2 separate regions of the Mus musculus genome follow, and region 2 is linked to region 1. The links are chromatin contacts, called in public Hi-C maps. All regions are on one chromosome and are shown on one strand. The core of a region is the stretch at or near the end of the contact, and the rest is flanking DNA. Distances in the headings are between cores, read along the strand shown. Region 1 holds the start of Kcnq2 (potassium voltage-gated channel, subfamily Q, member 2). Region 2 holds the start of Ppdpf (pancreatic progenitor cell differentiation and proliferation factor).

Region 1 (6,134 bases), core at 2,111-4,610:
CTTTCAGCTCTCAGGCAGGCCGCCTCCCAGCTTATACAGGAAGACCTTTTCAGCCTCAGCTTCCCCATCATGCTCCTCTGGCCACAGGCAGTAAGTCTAGCATGTGATAGGGGCATCATAACCCAGCAACCTCTCCCTAAGTCCCTGAGCTACTTGGAGCTCTCACTCAGCTCTCGAGCACATCATGATGAACATGAACATGCTCTAAGGCCCCCATAATACTCCCACCTCTGCCTAGATTTGTCTTCGCTGTGGTTCACCCTTTTCGGGGCAGAGGGGACTGGGTAGTTCAAATGGCTCTGCCTGGGTGACCTTCCAGGTTGAGTGCAGAGATATTTCTGAAAACGTCTCTCACAAGCAGTCCATAAAGGCATTGCTTTGTAAAAGGCAAACTGAAGAGCCCTGTGGCCATTGAGTCTGACCTCGCTTAACAAGGTCCAAACCAAGAGTGGTCACCTCTGGCCAAGAGGTTGATATGTCTGGACATCTCACAGACCAGGCTTTGATGGCCAAAGGAAGAAGGAAAGTGGCCCAGGAAAACCCAATACTCCTTAAATGAGAAACTCATTTCTATGGGTCTTGGATCTGTTCTCAAGCAGCTACCTGGCCTCAGGAGGGGCTGTGTCATCCTTGCTAACTAATGAACAAACCAAACACTGCCTAACACACAGCGTGACCCAGTCCATGCAGACCAGTAGTCCACACAAGGGTTTGCCACGTGCTCAGGAATCTCAGGCTATTGGACTTCCTAAATTAGACAAAGATCGGTGTGGAGGGTTCCATGCCTGGAAACTAGGGGCATGGGTCATGAGCAACAAAGACATCAGAGATGTGTCACCTTTCACAATGGAATCAATAGGCATTCTGGAAGATATCAGTTGGTCTTCACAAAGTCCAGGAAGCCAGGAGTGGCTGTTACCACCTTACTGATGAAAGGGGTTCTGGGTCTAGACATTGTGTCTGGCCCTGAATTAGCAACCAAAGACTGTTCTTCTTCAATGCTCTCCCTCCTGCCCTTAATCCCAAGACATCGCCCTGAAAGATCCAGCCACAAAGTATAGAAGCCAAGGGACTTGCAGCATGCTGTATGTCTTCATGGTCTAAACCCTAAAGTCCGGGACACTGCAGGGGGCAGGAGTGGTTCTATGGTGGGAAATGTAGATGGGGAAGGGACACAGATCCCATAAAGCAAGGACCTCCCACACTGGGCTGGAGCTCCAGGTGCTTCTACTGTTAGGGAACAGAAGTAGAGAAATCAACCAGTCAGACTTAGGGATAGAACAGGACACCATAGAGGCTACAGACCCTTCCCCCCAAAGATTCCTAGATAATGCTGCCAGCCTGGGCATCCACACCCAGCCCTGTGGACACAGGATTTCATCCTGTCTGTGTCCCAGGAGTCACCTCAGACCAGGACCTGGCTGGATGTCTACAGCCAGCCAAAGTAGAAATGTTTGGACCCCAAGAGGGCAAGGAGGTGGTGGCTACAGCAAAAGGACCATTAGGGACACATGGACTCTTCCTTGGATTAAAGAAAAGCACAGGACCCTGGGCAAGGGAGAATCAAATTCATCTTTCTGGAGGGGGGTAGGGGCTGACACTACAGGCTGCTTCCCTTGGACAGCCTTATTGGTGAAACCTTTGCCTTGGAGAATTTCAGGACTATCCACTGGAACACACACATACACACACACACACTACTCATAGGTTGTGATGACCCCCAGGACATCATTCTGCAGGCATCCAGTAATTTCCTTCTATGGACCTTTCCTTGTCCCCAAACCTATTCACATATCACATGCAGAATACTCCCAGGCCCACTCATGGGACACATATCCTACCAAGGCCAGGACAAGTGGGCACCTCGATAGAGACTTTTCCTGAACATGGGTCTCACTCCCATCCCCAAATGATGCTTCTCATACAAAATGGCCGAGTCTTAGTGCTCCTCCTCTGTCCCTGGTTCTACTGGAATAGGAGAGCCAGCGTCCTTGCATTGGGAGGTTATGCATACTAACATAAACACACACACACACACACACACACACACACACTCATGTATGCGTGAAACAGGTTCGACTCTTTCTGGCTCTGCCCCAGAAGGAGTCCCAGACTTGGGGACAGGAGCAGCCCCTTCCAGGCCCAAAGCTGGCAGTACTGGGGGATAATAGTCTCTCAAGGATCTAAAGCCCAGAATGTGTAGCGAGATCATCAGCAGGTACAAAGGGACTACTTAGAGTGTAGAGAACAGGAGAGTGGGCCTCCGGAGATGAGTACAGGCAACTGCCCTCAGCCAGGGCTGAGGTGATGGGATGTTATGTCCCCTCCCCATTTCTGCAACCCGGAAGCTCAGAGAGGTAGCAAGAGGTTAGGAGGATGACTGAGATGAGGCCAATCTTCTGCATTGCCCCTACTTGGATGTCGGAGAGAACCCACGGGGATGCAGAGGGGCGAATGAGTTCAGACCTAGAGCTGAGCCGCCCTCCCTCCTAGGCGGCCCTTTGTTCCGCGCTGCGGGCCGTGGGGAGGGGCCTCTCGGGCTGAGGGGGGCTGGGGCGCCAGTACATCCCGTCCTGCGGGGGAAGGGCTGGTACAACCCAGCCTGGCGGCCGTAACCCTCCCCCTCCCCAAATAAAACAGTCCCTGACTACAGAATGATCTCCAAAGTCACTCTCCAATCCCTATCCTTTGCTTTAACCCGAGACTGCAATGCCACGACCCAAACCCCACGCCCACGACGCGAACCAGGCGCGCGCGCGGACACGCACACCAGGGCCCCTCAGTCCACCGCAGCTGCGCCTGCTATCAACCCGCGGCCCGGCCAGGGTTTCGCCAGGCCCACCGCTCACCACATCGCGGGCCACTTACACGTAGGCGTGGTAGATGAACGCCCAGCCGCGGGGCCGCTCTAGCACGTTGTAGAGGAAATTCTGCAGCTTGCGGTAGAAGGCGTTGCGCTTCGGGGGCTTCCCGGCTCCCGCGCCGCCCGTCCGCGGCTTGCTCAAAACGCTGCCGCGCTTGGGGGCCTCGGAGCCCGCGATGAGTAGCGCGCCGTCGCGTGTGGAGTCGGGCGCGCCGGGGTCCAGCCCCACGAAGCCCACCTTGAGCTTCTTTTCCCCGCTGGTGCCGGGGTACACGCCACCGTTGCGCGACTTCTGCACCATGGTGCCTGCGGCGCCCTATCGGGCGCGGGCTCAGCGGGGGCGGCGCGCGGGGGGTGGCGCGGGCCCCAGCCCAGGCCTCCGGTCCGGCAGCCGCATGGCGAGGCGGCTGCGGCTCTGCGTTCCTACCTGGCCCGGCCGCGCGCGGGGACGCTGCGGCCACCCGGCTCCGCGCGCGCCTCGGTGCCTGGCCGGCTTCCGCGAGGGCTCCTCCCGCCGCCCCGCCCCGCCCGCCTTAACCCCTACGACGCCATTGTAGTGGCAGGCAGGGAGAGCTGGTCCAGGTGTACTGCCTCACAGGACAACCCTTCCTGCTCTCCTAGCCCGGTAATCCTTGAGGGGGAGTCCAGCCCTGCCGTCACCGCTGAGAGGGCAAAGCACCAGAGTTGACCTGGAGTCGGCAAGTGGACACCTTTGGAAGGATCCTGGCCATTGTCAAGTTCGGTGTTAAAGATTCAGCCCACAAGGATCTTGGCTCTTAGCATCAAGAGGGCCAGACATGAGGAAGGCCCAGCACTTCCTCTGGGTGTGCAGGGAAATTTGTACAGGCTCTCTAAGGGTAACCAGAGCAGTGCCTAGAGCAGAATCCTTGCCCACCTCCAGGCTTACTGAGCCAACTGTACATGGTTATGGAGGAGGCACCAGCCTGGCCCACCCAGTCAGAAGAGGCCTTAGGTACAAGGTGTTTGTGGGTGGGGTGGGGGGAGGGAAGTGCTGCCCACTCCTTGCACGGGCTGGCTTTACCATCACCTCTGGGTCATCTTCCATTCAAGTCTCTGTAAAAGAACTGTAAGTTTTATAAGTCAGGTTGGAGAGATAGCTCAGTAGTTAAGAGCACTGACTGTTCTTTGAAAAGACCTGGGTTTGGTTCCCAGTACCCACATGACATTAGGAACTTAACTCCAATACCAGAGAATGCAAAGACCTCTTGTGGCCTTCTTGAGCACTGAAAGCTTGTGGTACTCATACATACACGCAGGCAAAACATACCCACTAAACATAACGTAAAAATAAACAAATCTCAAAATAGTATTTTTAAAATAACTAAATAAGTGATTACAGATCGTAGATGGCAACTGGGAAGAGCCTAGCTCATTCTATCCACCCTCCTGGGACAATCAGAGCCCAAACCGGGCAGTGGTGCTGCAAACCTTTAATCCTAGCACTTGGGAGGCAGAGGCAGGCAGACCTCTGTGAGATTGAGGCCAGCCAAGTCTACAGAGAGAGTCCCAGGACAGCCAGAACACACAGAAATTTTGTCTGGGGATGGGGTGAGTCAGAGCCCTGAGGGATAAAAGGTTCTGGTTCCCTAGGAAGGAAATGTGTTCCAAGAGGAGGCACTGAAAGGAAGGCAAAGGTCAAGGTTCTCTAGAGTTCCATAACACCAACAGATACAAACTTACTCATCTTCTCTTTTGGGGGGAAAATGGGGACACACCCTTGAAGTCGTTATGAGCCCACAAACTTTCTGGTACTGTAGAGTATGACACACACACACACAACACTGGGAAAGTTCATGGGAGAGTAAAGTTGGTGTAGAGATCTCTGCATTCCCAAGAGCTCTGCTCTCTACCTATGTTATTTGTACCAACAGCTTTACCACATTTCAGAAGGTTCTAGAAAGTGATTCCTTCGTTGTGGCTTACGGCTCCCTCCTTCCTCTGCTTAAGATGTCTTCCCAGGAAGCTGGCTCATTAATCATTTATGGGTTTTTTTTTTAATACCACGTCTTGCACACCTGTGGGCCATGCACTGTCAGCAGCTTGGTTACCAGCATTCAGCTGGCCTCCCGAAGATCCAGGAAAGTGGGTCGTGTACACTCAGGCAAGCAAGCAACAGGAATTTCATTTTACTTAAAAGTAGATAGGGAAAGCTTACAGGCTCAGGCCATATTTGCCAAGACTGCATTAACAAGATTCCAGAGAGAGGTGGTGGAAAAAATTCAGATGCATATGATAGCCCAGCTCCAGCTGGGGAGAGCTCTGGTCCAGGCTGAAGCGCTTGCAGCCCACATCAGAATCACCCTTCAGCCGGGCGCTGTCCCTTCAGCACCTCCTTGACAGCCCGCCTGGAGATCAGCCTGTTCCTCTCTCCATGACGATGGCTCCCTGCTCAGCTATTGCTGAACAACATGATGTTGCTCATCGTGCTCAACAGGCAGAGATGTTGGACCATCAAAACACAAGATCACTTCCAGGACAGCCAGGGCTATACAGAGAACCCCTGTCTCAAAAAACAAAAAACAAAAACAAAACAAACAAACCAAAAACCCCCCACATGATCACATTGACTCCTACCATGTCAAAGAGCAGTTTAAAGTTTTTGCCAGTACCCGCGGCCCCTGAAGTAGTCCTTCAATATATCCCTTCCTATACAAAACAATAATTTGGGGACATGGCTTAGTAGTAAAAGTACTTGTTTTGAATGCATTATATCCTGGGTCCCATCCCCAGCACTTTTTAAAAATTAATATATTTAGCCAGACACAGTGGCTCACAATGTGATCCCAGGACTCAGGGGCTTAGACAGAAGGAATATCGAGAATTCAGAGCTGCCGGGCAGTGGTGGCGCACACCTTTAATCCCAGCACTTGGGAGGCAGAGGCAGGTGGATCTCTGAGTTTGAGGCCAGCCTGGTCTACAGAGTGAGTTCCAGAACAGCCATGGCTACACAGAGAAACCCTGTGTGCATACAAATACATATACACACACACATATACGGTTTATATGTATACATATATGGTTCATATATGTACATATATGGTTCATATATATATATATATAAACATTGACTGTTCTTCCAGAGAACCTGAGTTCAATCTCCAAAACCACATGGCACCTCATAACTGTCTGTAACTCCAGTTGCAGGGGGATCTGGCACCCTCATACAGATACAAATGCAGACAAAACACCAATACACATTAAAAATAATCTTAATAAATTGGAAATGTATCTTAAAATAAATCTTAAGAAG
Region 2 (5,367 bases), core at 75-2,574, 52 kb after region 1:
AATAGAACTAGGCATATATCCTTTACTTTCTTTTCAGAGGGAATTTTCACTACAGGAAATAGCTAATAACCACTGGAGATGCCCATGTACTTGACCAGGACAGTTCAGGGTAAGTCATAGAATCTGAAGTACATAACACTATGAAGACAGAAGTCTCACCCTCCTGGTGTCACCAGGACGGTCCTTATCAGTGGCCTTACTCACTTGTACTGCTGTCATGTCAACTGCCCCCACCTCTTTTTCATTACACCTTACCCATCTCCTTTATGATCTCTAAACCAGCACCCCTACTGGACCATTTCTTGTCTGGTTTTCCCGAGCCTGGATCAATGCTTGCACAGAGTAGGTCTCAACAAATCCAAGCAAAGGGTCCCAGCCAAGCAGCCTTGAGACTTCGGCGACACAAGAGCCTCCTCCTGGGATCCTACTAGCCTCAGCCTAGTCGGTTCTCCCTGAGCCTCCAATGAAGTCCAGCATCTTTGGTTATAGGAGAAGCATGCTGCACGAAGCTGGCTCATGATCCTCTCGGTCTGACAGAACACAGGCTGCTGAGGAAGGGAAGGGTGGGCAGGGCATGCTGGCCAGCCCTAACTTGATTCCCCCCAAACATGAGTCTCCGACCAACAATGGAAGCTACTAGAGACTGTCTCTGTTAGAGCTCTCTCTGACCCCAAGGCTTCGTCTGTCTTCCATCACTCCTCTCCAAACAGAACACAGGTTGGGAATGATGAACAACAATGCGAGTCAGGACTTGAAAGACAGACAGCTCCTCAGCTTACCAAGGGCAGGCTATTCCCTACAGGACCGCTTGGGGGCTCCAGGCACCATCCAGTGAGCCCAGAAAACAGAGATTGCGATGGTAGGGAGGTGCGCGGCAACAGCTTGTGCTTACTTATGTTAAACAGATCCACTCAGTCAAGGGTCGGAGTGAGGTACGTGGAAAATAAAGCCTGCGGGGACCAGCGAAAGCAGCGGGCAGCCCCAAGTAAAGGGAACAAGAACACCAAACAGGCTGTACTACATGAGACCACATCCGAGAGGGTGGCACAGACTGAGGGGCACATGAGATTCTTTAACCTCTTCTATCCGGGTTCGAGTCCGAACCAGGCAGGAAAAAAGCAGCAGAGCTGGTTTCGACTGGAGCGAAACCACAGATGTTTGATCAAGGAGGTTAGGGCCAATGTGGAACTTTGCAGAACCTAGCATTGCAGAAGGTAGGGTGGATTCTTGCTCCGCTCGGGGTGGAGTCTAATAGGGAAGGGCGGGACCACTTCGTGCTACTTCTGGTCTATCAGGGGAGCTCAAAAGTCTCATGGGTGGGCCCGCTGTGAAGCGGGAGGGGCTTTGACGCGCGCCCCGCCTCCCAGTGGTGCGTCTTTTGCGGTGCAGGAAAGCTACTAAGTACGCGCGTGCGCATAGCGCGCGTGGGTCCTAAAGTGGTGTTTCGTGGGTTATCTTTGCAAATGGGCTCCGCGGCCTAGCGCCCTGGTGGCCTAAAAACGAAGCCTGCAAGGAAGGGGTTCTCCGCCGAGGTGAGGGCAGTGACGAAGGCAGCCGGCGGTGGGGTGGGGGAGGCGCGTCTTCTTGGGGCCAGGAGCAGACAAAGCCCCTTTGTCTCACCACGCAGCCGGACCGGGCTGGTTGGAGCCGCTTGGAAACCTGGCACTGTCAGGACCCGGGAGACTCGGGGAACCCTCCGGTGTGCGGTGACCAGGGCCCACATTCTGCTCTCGTCTCCGCAGCGCCTCGGTCCTGAAGCATGGCAGCCATCCCTTCCAGCGGCTCGCTCGTGGCTACCCATGACTACTATCGGCGTAAGTAGCCCCTCGCCAGCCCCGCCCAGGGCTGGCCCAGGGCCCTGTGGCTGACCCGCCTCCCCTTCCCAGGACGCCTGGGCTCCTCGTCCAGCAGCAGCTCCGGCGGAAGTGCCGAGTACCCTGGGGACGCCGTGCTCCAGTCCCCGGGTAAGTGCAGAACCAGCCAGCGGAAGGGCAGAGTTCACGTCCTAAGGCGGAGTGGGGTGGGGGATGGGTAGCGTGGAGAAGGACTTGACCCCATCGTGACCCTCCTTTGCTCCTCAGGTCTTCCCAAAGCCGACCCGGGCCACTGGTGGGCCAGCTTCTTTTTCGGGAAATCCACACTCCCGTTCATGACTACAGTGTTGGAGTCTCCTGAGCGGTGAGTCCATCTTCCATGTGGTTGTGGGGGTGGCCCCAATTAAAGCAAATGCCGACCCAGTGACCTATGCTCTCCTTACAGCTCGGCAGAATCCCCCCAGGTCTCCAGAAGCCCGATGACCTGTGGCCTGACTCCTGAAACCATGAAGCAGCAGCCAGTCATCCATTCTGGCCAGACCAACCCCAGGGACCTTTCCTGACCTATCAGAATCTGCAGCCTGCCCAAGCTGAAGTGGTGCTAGGCCAGTGCCTACCCTCTCGACCCTCCCTGTAAACTAGGAAGGCTGAACAAGAGAAACCAGTAGAAGCTGGAGAGAGCCCCCTCTTGGTTCACAGCACTGAACTTTCCTGACCCCATAACTGTGTCTTGGCACAAAGCAGAAAATAAACTCACAGCAGCCACCCTCCCCTGGTATGTTTGAAACATTACTGAATCCAGCCTTGCTTCCTGCTGGATGCTATACTGCTCCCAGGCTTTCCTGACAGCTCCTTGAGACCCTTCCCAGTGATACCCCTGCATCTGGTGAGATACCCTCTCAAGTGGGCCTGGCCCCAGGTAGACAGTCCAGGGGAAGCTGGGCCTCTGGCTGAGTTTGGGAGCTCTCAGTTCCTACACAGGAACCTGGTGGGTGATCTTGGGTCAGGCCCTCCCCACTACTTGCTGCACGGCTGGTTCCCCAAGGTTGGGGATACTAGCTCAGACTGAAAGAGGGTTACAAACACAGGAAGTCTAGCCTCTAGGTCAGAGGGCATAGGAGCTGAGGGGGGTGGCTGAAATGGCAAGGTTAGGGTGGAGTCTTAGGTGTGGCTCAGCAAGCCTTTCTGCTACCTCACCTGGTAAACAGCTGCACTCTCCCCAGGGAACTAAAGCCTGTGCCTCTGACTGCTGAGCCTCCCTCCTGCCTGCCCTCAGGGTATCCGGAAAGCTTGAAGAAGGCTGCCCTTAACTCCCAAACAAGTAGTCCAATGGAGGAGGCTCTTTTCCCCTTTGGTGGACTCAGAACAGGAAATGAGTTTTACTTAGGCCAGATGAAGCTCACAGAGCTGCTCCTTGTCAGCTAGAAGCTAGGGACAGCCAACAGCTCCAGGCGGCAAGGAGAGTGGTTCCATCTTCCCTTCCCCTTTGTGGATTCTCTGAAGTCTTGTCAGATGTACAGCTGCAGCTGGCAAAGCTGAGAAGTGAGTATTTTAGTGACTTGCAGAAGGGTTAGAGAAAAGTTGTAGAGAATAATCAGAAGTATAAAGAATGACGTTAAGATGATAGTAAAGGAAAGATTTTGGGATCTACTCTGATCTTGAGTGATAACCCTCTGAAGAGATAGGCCTAGGGCTGGTTACACTGTAGGTTCTGGAACAAGCCCTGCAATCTCAGCAAAGCCAGGCTGACATGTTTACAAGTGCTGTCAGGCACCTGTGTTTGTTTGTGGTGCCAGGACTTTGTTCTCAGAAAGTGTATTCAGGTCAGGCTGCCACATCCAAGTTGTACCACAAGGTTTTTGCCAGAAGCACCTGTAGGTTTGGGTAGCTCCCTCTTTGAAAAGTCCCTGAGGCTTCTAAAAGTCAGCCCTTCTCATAGTAAGGCATTCTAGGAACCAGGCCAGTTCTTCCCACAAGGCCTTACTACGATGATGTCACCCTTAGTTACTGTAGTAGTTACTCAGTCTACCTGGAGCTGAGGAGAAAGCTCAGGTGGCAAAGGCTTGCCTTGCCAATGAGAAGACCTGAGTTTGAATTTTGGAATCCCCATAAAAGCTAGATGCATTGTTTTCTACCTCAGTGCTGGGGGTACGGGCTCGTTAGGCTAACGATGAGAGACCCTTTCTTTAAAAAATGGCGCACACCTTTAATCCTAGCACTCGGGAGGCAGAGGCAGGTGGATTTCTGAGTTCGAGGCCAGCCTGGTCTACAAAGTGAGTTCCAGAACAGCCAGGGCTACACAGAGAAACCCTGTCTCAAAACAACAACAACAAAATGGCACCCTAGGAACAACCCCTGTTGTTGTCATCAGACTGACATGCAAATGCAGAGTACCTGGTAACACTGTAGGTTCTTAAAAAAGAAAATCAGGGGGATAAAAGATACATATTTCACCTTTCACAGAGTAAGCTGGAGACAGCGAAAAGATTTCCTTTAAAAAGCAAACACTTCAGAACCAGCAAAACTTAAAGTCATTTTTTAAAATTTAGCTCTCGGGCTGGTGAGATGGCTCAGCAGGTAAGAGCACCGGACTGCTCTTCCGAAGGTCCGGAGTTCAAATCCCAGCAACCACATGGTGGCTCACAACCATCCGTAAGGAGATCTGACTCCCTCTTCTGGAGTGTCTGAAGACAGCTACAGTGTACTTACATATAATCAATAAATAAATCTTTAAAAAAAAATTTAGCTCTCGAGCCCTTTATCTTTCTCTCCCCTCACCCTCTCCATGTAGAGTGTCCTGGCCTCAATCCTTGGGGCCCATAAACTTGCCTTCAATACAATCTTTAAAAAAAAAAAATTAAAACATCAGTCCACTGATAATGAATTCTTATCTAGAAATGGCAGTGAGCCCACCAGCTTCATGTATAGAAACACTGAGACAGGTGATTCTAAGATAATGTGGGCACCTGTCGGATGTAAACATCTGGAAGAAGTTTGAGACAGCTGGTAGACACTTTCCATCTACAGGAGTCAAAGTAAACATTTGTGAAAGAAAATTAAGCCTCAGCTAAGGAGCTAACAATTTTCTGTGGCATGGCTTCAAGTATGACAGGAATATAACCAATGACATTCCTAGATATACCAAGTTTTCCGGAAATTTCTACATTAACACCTATAAGTACAACCTGAAGGTTTCATATTTCAATATTTGACAGGGCTTTTTATATAACATATCAAATAAGCCCGGTTTAATAGCTCTTTTTTATGAAAGAAATCCTGAGGCTGCAAGTCCCCTTCCAGAAACTGAAAAGTTGGTTTACAGTTAGAATTGAATCCAGAGTTTGGTTCCAGAATTGTCAAAGACTTGGTTAGGTATGACCCTAGTTACCTAATTAAACAAAGTAACAAGATATTTAAAGGAAATCTAGGTTATGTGGTTATGAGTAAAATTTGTCCTTCAGTAATCAAAGACCAAGTCACATACATCATGGAAGAAGCATGAAGCTGAGTACAAATCCTCGGCTAGTCACCTGAGTCAAACTAAGATTGCAAG

The links. A called contact is a pair of places that touch in the nucleus more often than the background predicts.
Region 2: a Hi-C map of embryonic fibroblasts shows a contact between it and region 1, with 1.5 times the contacts expected there. The contact joins the promoter of Ppdpf here to the promoter of Kcnq2 in region 1. A contact is called at or near these places in 4 of 39 promoter capture datasets (the 3T3-L1 cell line, cranial neural crest, hippocampal neurons and 1 more), 4 of 484 Hi-C or Micro-C datasets (embryonic fibroblasts, embryonic stem cells and nephron progenitors), 2 of 115 datasets of contacts at active chromatin or transcription factors (both in embryonic stem cells) and 2 of 9 other capture datasets (adipose tissue and pancreatic islet).

Annotation. Positions count from the first base shown.
Region 1 is chr2:181,131,929-181,138,062 of GRCm38.p6, forward strand. Kcnq2 (potassium voltage-gated channel, subfamily Q, member 2) reads right to left here and starts at 3,361. Exons shown (of 17, transcript NM_010611.3): 1 at 2,869-3,361. The coding sequence starts at 3,164.
Region 2 is chr2:181,185,923-181,191,289 of GRCm38.p6, forward strand. Ppdpf (pancreatic progenitor cell differentiation and proliferation factor) reads left to right here and starts at 1,325. Exons shown (of 5, transcript NM_001356427.1): 1 at 1,325-1,532; 2 at 1,743-1,814; 3 at 1,887-1,964; 4 at 2,082-2,178; 5 at 2,260-2,582. The coding sequence starts at 1,760. The coding sequence ends at 2,377.